Linked DNA regions of Anas platyrhynchos: region 2 is linked to region 1. Evidence: chromatin contacts called from public Hi-C data. All regions are on one chromosome and are shown on one strand. The core of a region is the stretch at or near the end of the contact, and the rest is flanking DNA. Distances in the headings are between cores, read along the strand shown.

The links. A called contact is a pair of places that touch in the nucleus more often than the background predicts.
Region 2: a Hi-C map of subcutaneous adipose tissue shows a contact between it and region 1, with 2.4 times the contacts expected there. The contact joins the enhancer-like site here to the promoter of ZFP36L1 in region 1. A contact is called at or near these places in 2 of 8 Hi-C or Micro-C datasets (small yellow follicle and subcutaneous adipose tissue).

Annotation. Positions count from the first base shown.
Region 1 is chr5:37,402,493-37,409,656 of IASCAAS_PekinDuck_T2T, forward strand. ZFP36L1 (ZFP36 ring finger protein like 1) reads left to right here and starts at 2,242. Exons shown (of 2, transcript XM_038179267.2): 1 at 2,242-2,490; 2 at 3,029-5,575. The coding sequence starts at 2,434. The coding sequence ends at 3,979. It overlaps LOC119717004 (a long non-coding RNA gene), which reads right to left and starts at 1,884. Exons shown (of 3, transcript XR_011809715.1): 1 at 1-1,884. RAD51B (RAD51 paralog B) reads right to left here. Exons shown (of 14, transcript XM_072038849.1): 14 at 4,722-7,164.
Region 2 is chr5:37,683,204-37,690,426 of IASCAAS_PekinDuck_T2T, forward strand. The region is part of intron 8 of RAD51B (RAD51 paralog B); the gene reads right to left. Among named protein-coding and RNA genes, the nearest start is that of TMEM229B, 180 kb to the right of the region's middle. Within about 2 kb of position 4,603, at least 2 of the 8 cell types and tissues checked have an H3K27ac peak or open chromatin away from gene starts, as enhancers often do. A contact at or near this core is called in subcutaneous adipose tissue, where this site is marked.

The DNA.
Region 1 (7,164 bases), core at 992-3,491:
TGAGCCCACAGCTTCGTGCACGCGCGATTTGAAGAAGTACTTCTTTAAACCTCCCGGCTTGTCGTTTTCATTTGCAGTCCCCTAGTCTGTTCCCCATTTTCGGGCCGTTCTGGCGTATGCCAGCTCCAATTTTGGAAAGCAGTTTATAACTGCTCGGCTGGATGCGTGCATGGACCAGGACCCTTATCTGTGTCTATTCTGAGACAAGTTTAGCATCTGCCTGCACCAGAACTGGGGAGTGAGAATGCTACAGATGCTGCTCCTGTGCTGAAGAGGGACTTGGGTCGGGCTCAGAAGCCCTGGACATTTATTGCCGTTCCCTGGGCCCAGCAGTAGTGTCCCAGCTGGAACATGCCCCACACAGGGTGGCTAATGAGCATGGCATGCATTCATTCACTTTTTCAGTAACCTCCTTTAATAATTTACTTTCATTTATTCATTTACCTATCTTTATTCATTTCCATTTATCAAAGTTCTTGCAGGGCTCTGGCAGAAGGTGCAAGGCTCTGATTTTTCATTCCTCCAGTCGGTGTGAATTCATGCCCACACAAATTCCCACTTTGGCCTGGAGGGCTCTGACTTTTAGCCACGAGGTGGGGCGAGCAGCTAAATTCCTGCTCTGAGCATGTGCGCGCTGAATGCAAAGCAGACCACCACGGAGTCAGGTTTTGACAAGCTAAATCACTGGAAAAAATTCCTTCTCGGCTTCGGCGTTCGCTGCTCGATGCGTGGAAATGCGCGACCTCAAACCCCAAGTTTCCAAAACATACGCACGCGTGGGGCGAGCGAATATGCACATTTCAGCACAAGAGGGAGCAGGGAGGAAGCCGAGAAAAAGAAAAAAACAAAAACGGCTCAGAGCAACTCAGTAGTGAAATAGTTATCTCGGCCGGCTTTCTCGGTAACTCTTGGAAAGTCCCCGAAATGACGTTTCTAACCTAACAATTAAAATGGGTTTAATTATAGAGAGGCTCGGAGCCCTGGGAACAAGCACCATCTACAGAATCAGTAAACAACTGCAGAAAATAATAGACTGGTCTCTCCCCTGGTTACTCCTCGCTTCTGGCCAAGGCGAAAGAAAAGAAACTAGAAAGAGAAGGAAATTCGAGGAACCTGATTGCTCTCCCTAAGTAAATAATAAAAAAAAAAAAAAGGAAAGAAAGAAAGAAAGAAAGGACTCTGGCATAGCCAGAGCCCGTGGGCGTTCCTCTCCTTGGTTGTTTTGGCCGTTCTCGAAGAGCGAAGGAGGGGAAAAAGCTCAGCCGCCAGTTCAAAGTCCGGCTCCCGAGACTCTAAAGCAAACAGCGGAGGAAGCGGATGAGTTGCTTCAAGTCCTCAAGGCGCTGGCCGCTGGGTCCCTGCGGGGGCCGGGAGGGACCCACGGCAGGGGGACCCCGGCAAGGGGCCCCTCGCCCCCCCAGCCCCTCGGCCGCCTCGGAGGGCAGCCGCCGTGGCGCTGAGGCAGCCTGCTATCAGGAAGCCTTGAGACGTTTGGCTTTTTTTACACCGAAACTACCCCCGTCCTCCTCCCCCCCCCTCACCCCCCCGCCATATCAATATCGGTATGAATCACACTGTGCCGACTGAAATCTGGAACAGATTACTTGCTCAGAGACACAGTCTTTTTTTTTTTTCAGTTTTACAACTCAAAGAGGGGACTGGCAGGAGAGAGCATACGGGGAGAAGAGAGGCAGAGCGCACCGAGCACCCTTCTAAAACCGCCTTTTAGCAACTTCGGGAAGGCGGCTGCGAGCTCGCTCCCCGCGCAGAGCCCGGCACAAAGCGAGCCCGGGGCTGCCGGGGGCCCCCAGCTGCAGGGGCGGGCGCCGCGGGACTTGCGCGGCTTTTGCGCGGGGCCGCGCGTTGCACTTGCACGCGCACACACACACACACACACACACACACACACACACGCGGGCACGCGCACACACGCGCGCAGCAGCCGCGCACAGCCGCGTCCGGGGCGGGGAGGGGAGCGCTGCCCGCAGGGGCTGTTCTGGAAGGGACGCGCTCTTTTTTTTTTTTTCCTTTTCTTTTTTTTTTTTTTTTCCCCTCCCTTCCCCCTCCCATCTTCTTCACCCCCCCGCTCCCTCCCCCGAGAAGTTTTTTTTTTTTTTTTCTGGGCCTGCCCGCCCGGGTGATTCAGACGCGGTGTCAATCACCCTGCCCTCCTCCTCCTCCTCCCCTTCCTCCCGCCGCCGGCTCCTCCTCCCGGGGTAAGTCGGAAAACTTTATAAGTTGAGCTTTTTGCCCGAGCCCGCTGGAAGCGGCGAGCGGGCGCGGCGGGCTGGTGGCGGCAGCGGAGGCAGCGCTAGCAGCAGCGGGGGGAGGCAGCGCTGGAGGCTGCGAGCTGGAGGCTGCGCCTTACCCACACCGCGACTCCTTCCACTTGCCTGCCGCCGCCCCTGCCGCTTCCCCCCTCGCTCGCCGAAGATGTCCACAGCCCTGGTGTCGCCCACCATCTTCGACCTGAGCGAAGTTTTATGCAAGGTAAACGCGCCGGCTGGCCGCGCTCCGGGTTGGCGCCTGCAGGGGCTCTCTGCGCTTTTTTTTTTTTTTTTTTGCTTTACTTTTTATCCTTTTTTTTTTTTTTTTTTTTTTTTTTGCGTTTTCCTCCTTACTTTCCCCGGCCGGGCGGGGCTCAGCCCGGGCCCCTCTCCCTGCTCCCCGCTTCGGGGCCGGGCAGGGCAGGGCCGGGGCCGGGCGGGGGCCGAGCTGCTGCCGCCGCCCGCTGCAGCGTGCCCGGGCGGGGAGCAGCGAGCAGGGCTGGGAGCAGCCCGAGCCCTCGGCGCCTTCCCCCCGGGGGGCTCCTCCCGCAGCAGCCGCCCCCACGGTGGTCGTAGGGGCGGCTCGGGGTTTGCTTTGCTCTTAGCAGGCGGGCGGGACGTGCAGGGGGCTGTGCTGTGCTGTGCTGTGCCGTGCTGTGCCGCCGAGGCTGAGCCCTCCGAGGGCTCCCGGCGTCGCCTCCCGTCCGGGGAGAGTTGCGTTGAGGCGGTGGCAGTGACCGGTGCTTGCTTTCTGCCCGCAGAGCAACAAGATGCTGAATTACAGCCCCTCGGGTGTCAGCGGGTGCCTGCTGGACAGGAAGGCGGTGGGCACCCCGGCCGGCGGGGGTTTCCCTAGGAGGCACTCTGTCACCCTGCCCAACTCCAAGTTCCACCAGAACCAGCTCCTCAGCAGCCTGAAAGGGGAGCCCGCGCCCATGCTGGGCCCCCGGGAAAGCCGCTTTCGGGACCGCTCCTTCTCCGAGGGCGGCGAGCGCCTGCTGCAGCAGAAGCAGCCCGGGGGCCAGGTCAACTCCAGCCGCTACAAGACGGAGCTGTGCCGCCCCTTCGAGGAGAACGGCGCCTGCAAGTACGGCGACAAGTGCCAGTTCGCCCACGGCATCCACGAGCTGCGCAGCCTCACCCGCCACCCCAAGTACAAGACCGAGCTCTGCCGCACCTTCCACACCATCGGCTTCTGCCCCTACGGGCCGCGCTGCCACTTCATCCACAACGCCGAGGAGCGCCGTGCCGTGGCGGGCGGCCGGGAGCCCGCCGTCACTGACAGACCCCGCCTTCAGCACAGCTTCAGCTTCGCAGGCTTCCCCAGCACTGCTGCCAGCGGGCTGCTGGACAGCCCCACTTCCATCACCCCGCCGCCCATGCTGAGCGCCGACGACCTGCTGGGCTCCCCCACCCTGCCTGACTGCGCCAGCAACCCCTTCACCTTCTCCAGCCAGGAGCTGGTCAGTCTCTTCGCCCCCAGCATGGGGGTGCAGGTGCCCAGCGGGAGCTCCCCCACCACGTTCTTGTTCAGGCCCATGTCCGAGTCCCCCAACTTGTTTGACTCGCCGCCCAGTCCTCAGGACTCCCTCTCTGACCAGGAGGGCTATCTGAGCAGCTCCAGCAGCAGCCACAGCGGCTCAGATTCCCCTATCCTGGACACCTCAAGACGTCTTCCCATCTTCAGCAGACTCTCCATCTCCGACGACTAATCTGGGGTTTCCTCTTGCTCCCCCCCACCTCTATTACGATGTTAAGCTGAACTCCCCCGGCCCCGTAGTCGGAGCTGGATGTTAACGTGTCCACCTGCCTGTCGTAGACCCACTGGCTTAAACCTTAAGTGCCAAATTTACGATGAAAAGCAATAACGTTTACAAAAATTAGTGCCTTTTAATGCTTTCACTGTGACTGTATTACCTCTCCAGCTGCAGAGGGCACCAGCAGCTCTGTGCACTTCCAGATGTGCAGGAAATGTCCGGATCCAGCTCCCTCCACTGGCTGCATACTGCATCGCCCTCTCCCAGTCCCTTCCCGACTGGCCAGCTCCCGCTAGGCTGCAGGCACGTGGGCAGGCGTTAACATCCAGCGCGCTCTCCCCCCTTACAGACTCATCTTGCCTGGATCCACTCAGGTCTGCGGGAAGACAAGCTGAGAACGGACAAAGATTGTAACACGAGTGGGACTTCGACTGGGAGGAAAACGAGCAAATGAAAAAAAAAAAAAACAAAATGAAAAAAAAAAGAGATGGGACTATGAGAGACTCGATTTTGGTGCTAAAAGTTTCCCCGTGTATTCATGTGACATCTTAAAAACAAATAAAGAAATAGAGGGGGTGGGGCTGACGGAAGTCATTCCACACACACAAGTTTGTGTAAACAAAGTTCCAGTAGACATAGCTTTAATGGTTTTTGCTCTAGAGTACTTTAGACCTATCTTAGAGCACTCACGCCAAGCTTTTTATTATTTTTTTTTCTGGGTTTTTAATTTTGTATAACTTCAGAAATTGGAGAGCAAATTTTGCTTGTCACTGCACAACAATATAAAAAAGCTTATTTAACTTATCAAAACGTATTTATTGCCGAAACCTATGCTTTTTTGTTAATTTTGTTCATATTTATCGGGATGATGAATCCATAGAATATATTCTTTTATGTTTAAATTATGATCTTCCATATTAATCTTAAGATTGTGAAGTGTCTTTTCCTTTTTTTTTCCCCACAGTTTAATATATTATACTACAATGACATTTTTTTGTAACTTTACACTTTTTTTGGTTATTTTATTTTAAAAAATGAAAAATTAATTTAAAAAAAATGCAAAAACTGTGTTTGGATTATTTATTTTAGAATTCCCTTCCTCCCCCCCTTTTTTTTTTTTGTGTTGGACTGCAAATTGAGTTCATGTGCTTCTTTGCCTTTCCTCTTCTCTTCCCCTCCCCTGGGTCTTGCCTGTGTGGGCTTTAGAATGTACATACCTGAGCTCTGTTGCGAGACAGCGTGGGAGGAAGACCTTTTTCTTCCTCTTTCTGTATAGTTTCTTCAAGGAGAAAAGCCTTGGGCTCAAAGTGCCTATCTGAAGACATTCCAAATACAGTTTGTCTTTGCGTTTTCTGTATTCCAAGTTTGGAGTTTTCCTTGCCGAGGTGAACGGGACTGGCACAAAGAGAATAATGAATGTAATTTTTTTCCCCTGTTACTGTTCACTACATTGCTTTTTCTTCCTCTTTGTGTGAGTTTATTTAAAAGAGAATCTCTTTTGTAACGACTGTTTGCAGTTTAAATCAATAAACCCCAAGTTTTTTCAAGAAACTGACAAGTGAAGCTGGTTTTACTTGCAAAAATCGAGGCGATGGTTTTAGAGAACCACTCAAATGCAGCTACTTCTCTCCTTTTCACCCCTGCGATGCCCACCACGTGCTCAGGCACCCTTTGCACCTCACTGATGGAGCTGGTCGGCCCCATCAAGCACATGGGTGTGCAGGTCAATGTCAGTGAGCACCTGGTGTGGCTTGTCCCATGGCCTCTAACCCTCTCTGTCTCTTAGGGAGTCCTCCCCCCATCCTGAGTTGCTCAGTCAGTTCCGCAAACTTCTTTTTGGTTGGTGTGGCTCAAACTTTGGACTGGCTTTTGTTCCTGCTGTGAGGAGCAGCCCCTTTCCCCTGGAGGACAGCCTGTGCTGTCCTGTGAGAGGTTCTAGGGCGATGCTGAACTGTGAGTTTACCAAACATCAGGCCCAGCTTGTTAGTGGTGTTGGGCCTTTGTGGCAGAGTGGCTGTCTGGCATTTTGCAAGGGGGAAGGATGTGGGCCCCCAGCAAAGTCTCAGTGTGTGTACGAGTGATCATGCAGTGGCACTCAGGGCCCCATAGCTGCTGGAACATCCGTCACCAATCCCAGAAACATCCCAGAAAACAATCCCTGTAACCTGTGTTTTTATTTAGGGACACTTCTTTGCCAGTGCTGCTCACGGTGCCCTTCTTGTTTTCTTCACCTTTGAGCTTTCCTCTGGAGAAAGCTTGGTGCTCTTCATCTGAAGCTGTTCCAGCTCTCTTCCAAATCAGGGGTGGAATATTGCTGCCGAACCACGGCTTGCTCAGTTGTCTTGACATGCCTCAACGTTAAGGAGAGACGTTTCCTAATTCAAGTTGGAAAAGTTCCTGCAAAACAAAAGCTGCAGGATACCTCAAGGCTTACACCGACATACCTTCCCTGCTGCTGGCTTTGTGCAACGCTCTTTCTTGTGTGGTCTGGCAATAAAGGCGAGTTAGGTGGAGGAAAGATGGTGGAAGAAGAGCGTGGCTGGTAGGAGCTGGTTCCCATGAGCAGTACAAAAGCTGCACGGGGAGTTTTCTTGGCAGATGCTGATGTAACTAGCGCACAGCATGCAAGAGAAGAGCCTTGGGCACAGCCCCGGTGCTGCTCAGCGGTCTCCATATACCTCCTGCGAGTGAAAGCAGCCAGGCCCCACGTGAGAGATGTGCCCCTGCCTGGAAGACCCGTGCCCAGCTGCAGCAAGTGCCCAGGCCTGCCTCCTTCCCAGCTGCTGGGAGCAGAGCCGTCGGCCCCTGACGAGCCAGGCATATCTGATCTGGAGAGGATCCCACGCCTGTCATGGGTGTGCATGTGGGGCTTGAAACTGTTCGCTTCCTCTTTGGACTTTCTGTGCAGCTCTTCAAACAAATAGTCTTTGCCCAGTTAATAATTTATGAAGAAAATAGCTGTATTAGTCGCAGGGTGCTATTGGTAAGACAAGCAACTGGGAAGCTGTGCTGAAAGTAGGTCTTTGCTCATGGTACTCATATACTTCCCTTGTCTTTCTAGGGCACTGGTTCTGGGATGCCAGCACTGTTTTTCTTTTATGAGCTTATCAATGATAAATGCTCTGTCACTTGATGTTTTG
Region 2 (7,223 bases), core at 3,353-5,852, 280 kb after region 1:
GCAATGAGAGGAAGCCATCCTGCCCTCTCCTGTCTCTCATTCTCATCCCCAGACTGCTGCCCACCCCATGCAGGAAGATGCCCGTATGGGCAGGAAGCGACATGGACAAAGGGCCTGATGCAGGTTAAAACCAGCCACGTGTGATCCGAATCCAGATCTCGGTCTGTATGGAAGGAGGATGGGATGATCCCAGATGTTTGATGGAGAACAGAAGTTCTGATTACACTTATGGGGGTTGCACTGGATGGTCTTTAAAGGTCCCTTCCAACCCGAACCATTCTGTGATTCTACGTTAGACTCTTTTCCATTGCTACGCTGAGGGAAAACACCATTAAATTACATCCTTGTTTCTGGTCCTGGTAGTTCTCCAAATCTGAAATCAGACAGTTGTGACTGAAGAACTGGCTGCAGCCCAAGTACACCTCAGCCTACCACGACTGCCTAGCAAGGTGAAGGCAGCTGTTACCTCACAAGTGGTCTGATTGTTTCATTGCTTTGAAATGGAATTGTCTGGAGGCCCTCACGGTTCTGAGTGCTGCAATTGCTCCCAGGGAGATGTAGAGGAGAAAGCCAAAGTGTTGGTAAACAGCCCGTGATATACCCAACGTGAGTCACAGCTGCAGCCTCCCTTTCCCCTCATCCTGCCAGATCCGTCTTTCACAGATTCTTTACTTTTTGTTGAAGAATCCCAGTCATGATTTACTAGCAATTTCCCAGGGAGCTTATTTCTTCATCAAAAATGACAGCAAGACTATCCTGTAGAGCAAAAACATTTTGTGGCAATATGTTTACATGAGTGCTTTTGTCTAAAAGGAAAGGATTATATGTATGTACTATTTACATAGATACACTTCCTCTAAAATACCATTTGCTATGCTTCAGCTGGTGACTAGTGCATGTGCATGTTCTGCAGCAGCAAGGCACCACATACAAACTTTTCAGAAATAGTCTTCACAAGGGTTTAACTATCCTACAGAAGTAGGAAGCAAAAAAAAAAAAAAAAAATCACATTAAAATTTGACAAAAACCTTGCAGCGTTTTGGAATTGCCTGACACATCCTCTGTTAAGACAACCATCTAGAGTAGCAATGGGTTGTATCTCATATAGATGCGTCTGGTTTTCTCTCTGAGTTCATTGAAAAAAAGTTGAGGATATCAAGAAACCGACTTCCAGTGAAGTTATTCTGCCACCTACTGTTGCTTTTATGGATATACGAGATATTTTAATGTAAATCTTCCCATTAGAAAAATCCAAAACAAACAAACAAACAAAAAAAACAGTTATTTCCTTACTGGGAAAAAAAAAAATATATCTAATTATTAACCATAAACTGTTAACATATTACAATCTTGTTCTGTTGTTGACTTGTCAGCTGTGCAAATCAGAAGCTGTTTATTGCCAAAGCCTAGGGGGTTGAGGACAAGGGAAAAGCTTGCTTGGTTTAAAAAACAACAACGACACAACAACAAAACAAACAAACAAAATCATAAATCACAGTATTCTCATTAATCTTCTAAAATTCACATATAGCAAACTGTCTAACAGCCTTTTAAGCTGAAAATTCTGACCCCAAACACTTCAGTATAACAGTATCAAAACAACAATCTAATTTAATATTTTTTTTAAGAGTCATATTGAAATTCACCAGTCTAAATTCACTGCCTGATCTAGGTAAATGGAAAATATAAGTGGTATTGGAAAGGTAAGCCCATCACGTCTTCGCTTTTAGCAGTAATGGAGCTGAAGTTTTATGAAGTTTGACCAAGTCCTTTCACTACAAGGCAGTGACAAGAAAGCAGAGGCTTTGCCAGCCTTGTCAGAGGAAGCACCGACTCCACAAAGTGAACACCAGTCTGCTCCACTTCTCCCCTGCCCTGCATGTTTCCTCATCTCACCAGGCCAAGAGAGCCATGGGTGGCCTCCATCCAAACAGCGGTGGAATAAATGAGCTTAGCTCACAGGACCTGAGGGGATCACAACACGAGACAGCACGGTTAACCACTCTTTATATTAAACAGACGTATTTGTTTGGCCTTCATTTGGAACACCACTGAAAGCTTGTTCCACCTTGCTGAGCCTGGCGGGGGCCCACCACCATCTACAATCAACATCCAGTTGCCCCCCCCATCCCTCTGATACCCTGCTGCCCCGTACACACTAGCCAGGCTGCCACCCAGCCCTTTTTGCAGAGCAGCACATGCACGGCAGCTTCACACTCTTTCAGATGAGGCCTCCCAGCAACTCCTTTTTTCTTGACAAGTGCACAGCTGGGCTATGAAGACGGGAGCTCTGCATCCCACCCCACAAGCAGCTCCTTGACTGAAGCAGCTGCAGGACCATCGCACCGGCTGCAGCGAGCTGCACGTCCCTGCCCAGCCTCCGGCACAGGGCACAGCAGGGAAGGATTTGTTGGCTGGGGAGCTCCTTCATATTTTTCTGACTGATTTCTTTAAATTGGTCTCGTTACTGAGCCCAGCGAGCAGACCTGCAATATTAATTACTGCTTTTTGTTTCAATATATTATTCTAATTTGCATACCACAGCAATGAGATTTTAATTAGATCTCAATGCTTTTATATGTACCTATCCACTTTTACCCCTATCTGCATCAAATAATTTCTACATGTTAAGTATTATTACCCCTATATTTTGAAGCAAAATAGCAACAGTCATTCAAAGAAAGGCAAAGAAAAACTGTGGCAGAGCTAGATCCCAGTACAGATATTGGCCACCTTCCCTTGCAATCAATACTAAATAAACCTGCAAAAAAGTGCATATATCCATAAAAATCAAATTTAGAAAAAGATGTTTTTAGTAGATCTGGTTTCAGAGAGTTGTGTTTTCTGTACCAAAAATGGAAGGTCATCCTGTACAAACTCAATATTTTTTCTGCTTCTGAATTTTGTTATCTTTTGCTGCGTATGTAAATGCAGTTGTTACATTAAGAATTTATGCAGATATTTTAGTTTTTACGGTAAGCTAATTTCCCTGTCTGTGTAATAGATGGAAGCCAACTAGCACTTCTTCCAGCCTGTATTGTTGCATTCTGATGTGCTGAGTTTTTTTTTTTTTCTCTCCACCCATAGGGTATTTTCCCATAGGAATTCCCATAAAGAATGTTTTTCCTTGCAGTGTCCTGGTCTCATAATTCTTGTCCCTTTCAATAAAGGGGATAATAAGGCACTTTTGCTCTGAAACTAGATCATCTATGAAGCAAAGTGCACTACCAAGGCCACACCCTAGCATTTGATAATTTGTTCTGTGACCTGTATTTGATCACATTTGGGACTTCGGTTTTTTGAAGGAAACACACCCAGATGGGGCATTAAATGAGAGGTCAAGCAGGTGATATCTCGGAGCTGTATCATTGCTGGACTGCCCCAGTGATTTACAATATTAACTATCTTGGATTTGATAGTGGCAAAAGTTACAAGACAGACTCCTTCCTATAAGGTAAGAACAAAGTCACCTTTGACACGGTACTCGTTTCAACTGTCTGTTAAGAGATCACCAGAAGCAAGAAAAAAGGAAATCCAAACCAACTGTCCATTTCATAGTCCAGTAAAATATTCTGTAACACACTAGGAAGAAAAATCGCCATTTCCCCACTTTCTTTATGATTTGGCCATACTGGAGCTACCACCTTCTAAGTCCAGAAAAAAAAACACTCTTCTCTTAAGATCTTTTATGTATATATATGAGAATGAATAAACTAAGAGATCTTCATGGAGATGGGAGTATCAGAAATGCTAACACACAGTGCATTTGAAAATATATAGAGAATATATATATATCAAATCTATTGCATAATTTTTCATATACTGATAAATTACATTCTGCTGTATCCTACCACATACTGTCAAGAAATTCATTCCCCCAGTGAATTGCATGCATCACTGTCACTAAGAATGTGTTTTTAAGTAGAATGTACAATACAATGCAGTAACTACGTGTATGAATGGGAATGCAAAAATCCTTCTGCCAAGTCAAATTTCACAAAAGAAAATGAAGGCATTCTTTTGGAACTTACCTGGAACACACAGATATTTAAAAAAAAAAAAAAAAAAAAAGAGAGAGAGGAAGAAAAAAAATGAGTGCTTTAGAGAGTATAAGATGTTGAAATCCTGGTTTTGCATCTCGTTGATATCACGTGCCCTTTCCAGCAGTAATCTTTTACCCTGGGAGACACTGACTCAGAGGGAAGCATGTCTATAACCAAACTGCCAACAACTGCTGCCGAAGCATGTGGTGTTACCCACACACACAACCATCGGATTAGGGGGGTTGCCGATCCATTTACTGACCAGCCTCAACCTTACTTACCTCGTGAATTGTGACAAAAATCACAGCCTGAGGTGATGTAGCTATGTAACTTGCGCATTATGCACCTTTCTTTAAGTGGAGTCATTAAAGTAAGAGTAAATGGAGTAACCTAATAATGAATACATCTTGCAGGGCCTGAAAAATGTGAAAACAAACAAACATTTCATAATACATATAAAAAGGCTTTTCAATTAACATCCTGTTTTGAATACATGGCTGATCCACAGCAGCCCCTGGCAACAGTCTGCCAACATCTCAGCACGGCATGCTTAGACACTCCTGGCAGTGCTTCCCTCCCTCTACACATCAACAACAAGCCTATTTATTATCCAGCCTGCCTGATCTACAGCCCAACGCAGCCAGAACCTGAAGCTATTTCCTTAAGATTGAATGAGTCAGGACATGAAAATGATTAATCAACATGAAGAGGTTTAAAGGCTGTGAGAAAACTGCTCTAAGTAAAACTGCTGTGAAGCAAGGGTTGCGTTTGGAAAGTTGGGGCTTTCCACAGGCCAACAGTACTAGGATGCTTTGTTATTTCTCTCTCAGTGTTGCGATGATAGCAATAGACAGACAGACAGAAGGACTATCGGTCTTTGATACTACATGCAGTCTGAGAGACCTACAGGTACAGTTTTATGACCTTTGGCAGGCAAACAGCCTTGCTGTGGTCCAGGCAGAAGGGAAACTGCATCAGCACCATGCCAGGACCAAGCTACCACACAGTGCCTCTGCTCAGGTTCAAAGTGGAAGCAAAGCAAACCCATGTCTACCTGAACTACTGACCTGGTGTGGAGGAAAACAGCATGTAATTACAATAAACGAGGAAGACTTTTTCTGCAGTAAAGAGGGGCCTTGCACCAGCCTCCATTGCCTAGCTTACAAGAAATAAAACAAAGGAAGCTGCTGCTACCTCACTCCCACACCTTCTGGAGGTGAAGTAAGGCCCAGCTTGGACAATAACAGAAAGCAAGGATGCTAGTTGCCATTCTAGTTGCTCATCCATGCAAATCATATAGCAGTAGGATACTAATTTTAAAGCATTAATGCTTTGAAAGAAGCCTGGCACTGAAGAGTTGGTAGATTTTAAAGTTTCTGTATCTTAAACAGCTACGATGCTGTGGAGCATTGTGTTATTTAAAGGGAAGAGAAAGAGGTGAACAAAGTCAACGGTTCTGAGGGCTGACATTCAGCTACTCACTCTACTGGGAAAACGTGGGTGAAACAAAGCAAAACACAGGCACAAGTAAATACAGCTGGAAAGTATTTGCTGTCCCTTAATTAAAAAAGAAAGGTCTCCTTTGCTACAGTAATATGTTTGCAGTAGTGAGAGTTCTTACTTAAAACCCCCTTCATTTATCTGTTGTGTATTTATCTATTTTGCAATACGCATTTGAATGTTGAAAACATTTACGTACGCATACACACACCTTATCCCATGGCAGTCTGTCTAGTTTTAAACAAAATGTATTGTTTCCAAATGCTGCTATTGCTATAGCTTTAAACAATGAGAGCTTCAGTACAGAGATTAATTATTGAAGGGACAGGGCAAAATAATCTTTTCCATGCTCCCTTATCACAGGGCTGCCAAACTACCTCTGGCTGAGTTCATTGTCCGCAAACATCATGTCTTCAAGTGCTGAGTAAACGACGGCGTTTGCAACTTTCACCAAGCTAGTAAGGTCCAAGATCTCCAACTCCCATCACATGAATATGAAAGGGCAACTAGGTGATAGCAATTTCTGTGTCCCCGTCACCTGGCAATAAGCAGCGATCGGAATGATTATAGTTTATTGTGTTTTGGCTGAGCGAAGTAAACAGTCACTGATAAGATTAGACTCCTGATTTAAACTTAGGAAAACAAAGCCTTTTCCTTGCCCCATCTTTCTTTACTTCTTCCTTGTGTCCTTCACATGGGTTAAACTGAATTACAGTTGTGCTGTTTATTCAGCAAATCTCTTTACAATTGCATTTGAAATTGCCAAGGCTCATCATCTTACACAGATTCAAAATACAGACTCCTACACCCGGTGCAGTCTCCCTCTTTACAGCTCTTAAAAGGTGGAGAAAATCAGGCTTAAAAGCAGATTGGAAGTATCAGTGGGTGTCTTAGAGCACACAACTCTTCATTCATAACACTGGTCAATGTGGCCAATCCTAAAGATATTCTTACTCAGTGCTCATGAGCACTATCAAGCCATGTGCAGGGAGGGGGGAGAAAAACAAAAAACAGTGAGAAAACAGTGGTAGTGAATATAGTTAAACTGGGCCTTTACCTCCTCTTTAACAGCTGACCCTGATGAAAGAGTTTCCTTAGAGACTTTAAGGAAGGCTGAATTTATAACATAAGAACTCCTGGCAGTTATCAGCACCTCAAATTATGAAGTGATTTTGACTAGCACAGAGGATCTAGAACCACAAATCCCGCCCTACTTTCTTGGCTCCCACCTCCCTTGCAGGCTGTTCCACAGAACCCCAGCAGGCAATTTCTCTTCTTCCAAGATGACCAAGTTCAGCAAAGCACAAGCCCATGTCTTCTCCCTGCTAGTGCTTGTATCCATGTACACACACACAGGACTTACAGGGTTCTACAACTCCCTGCAGTCCCTGCCAGACTTGCTGTCTGTGAACACATGAAAAACCCACAGAAGAAGTGGCAAGGTATCTTGCACGCCTTGCATCTTCTGTTTAGTGTCATGCAGTCCTCCCAGACACAAGTAAAAGGCAGCTTTAGATCGAGATAGATGATCTTCACAAAGACAACACATACTGGAAAAAGCTGCTTGCCAAAAGGCCGATTTCACCTTTTACTGATGGGTTGCTTCCCTCAAACCAACATAGAGGACTGCTTACAAGCTCGGGTGGATTCAACGCCAATTCTGGGTTTATCAACTGTGAA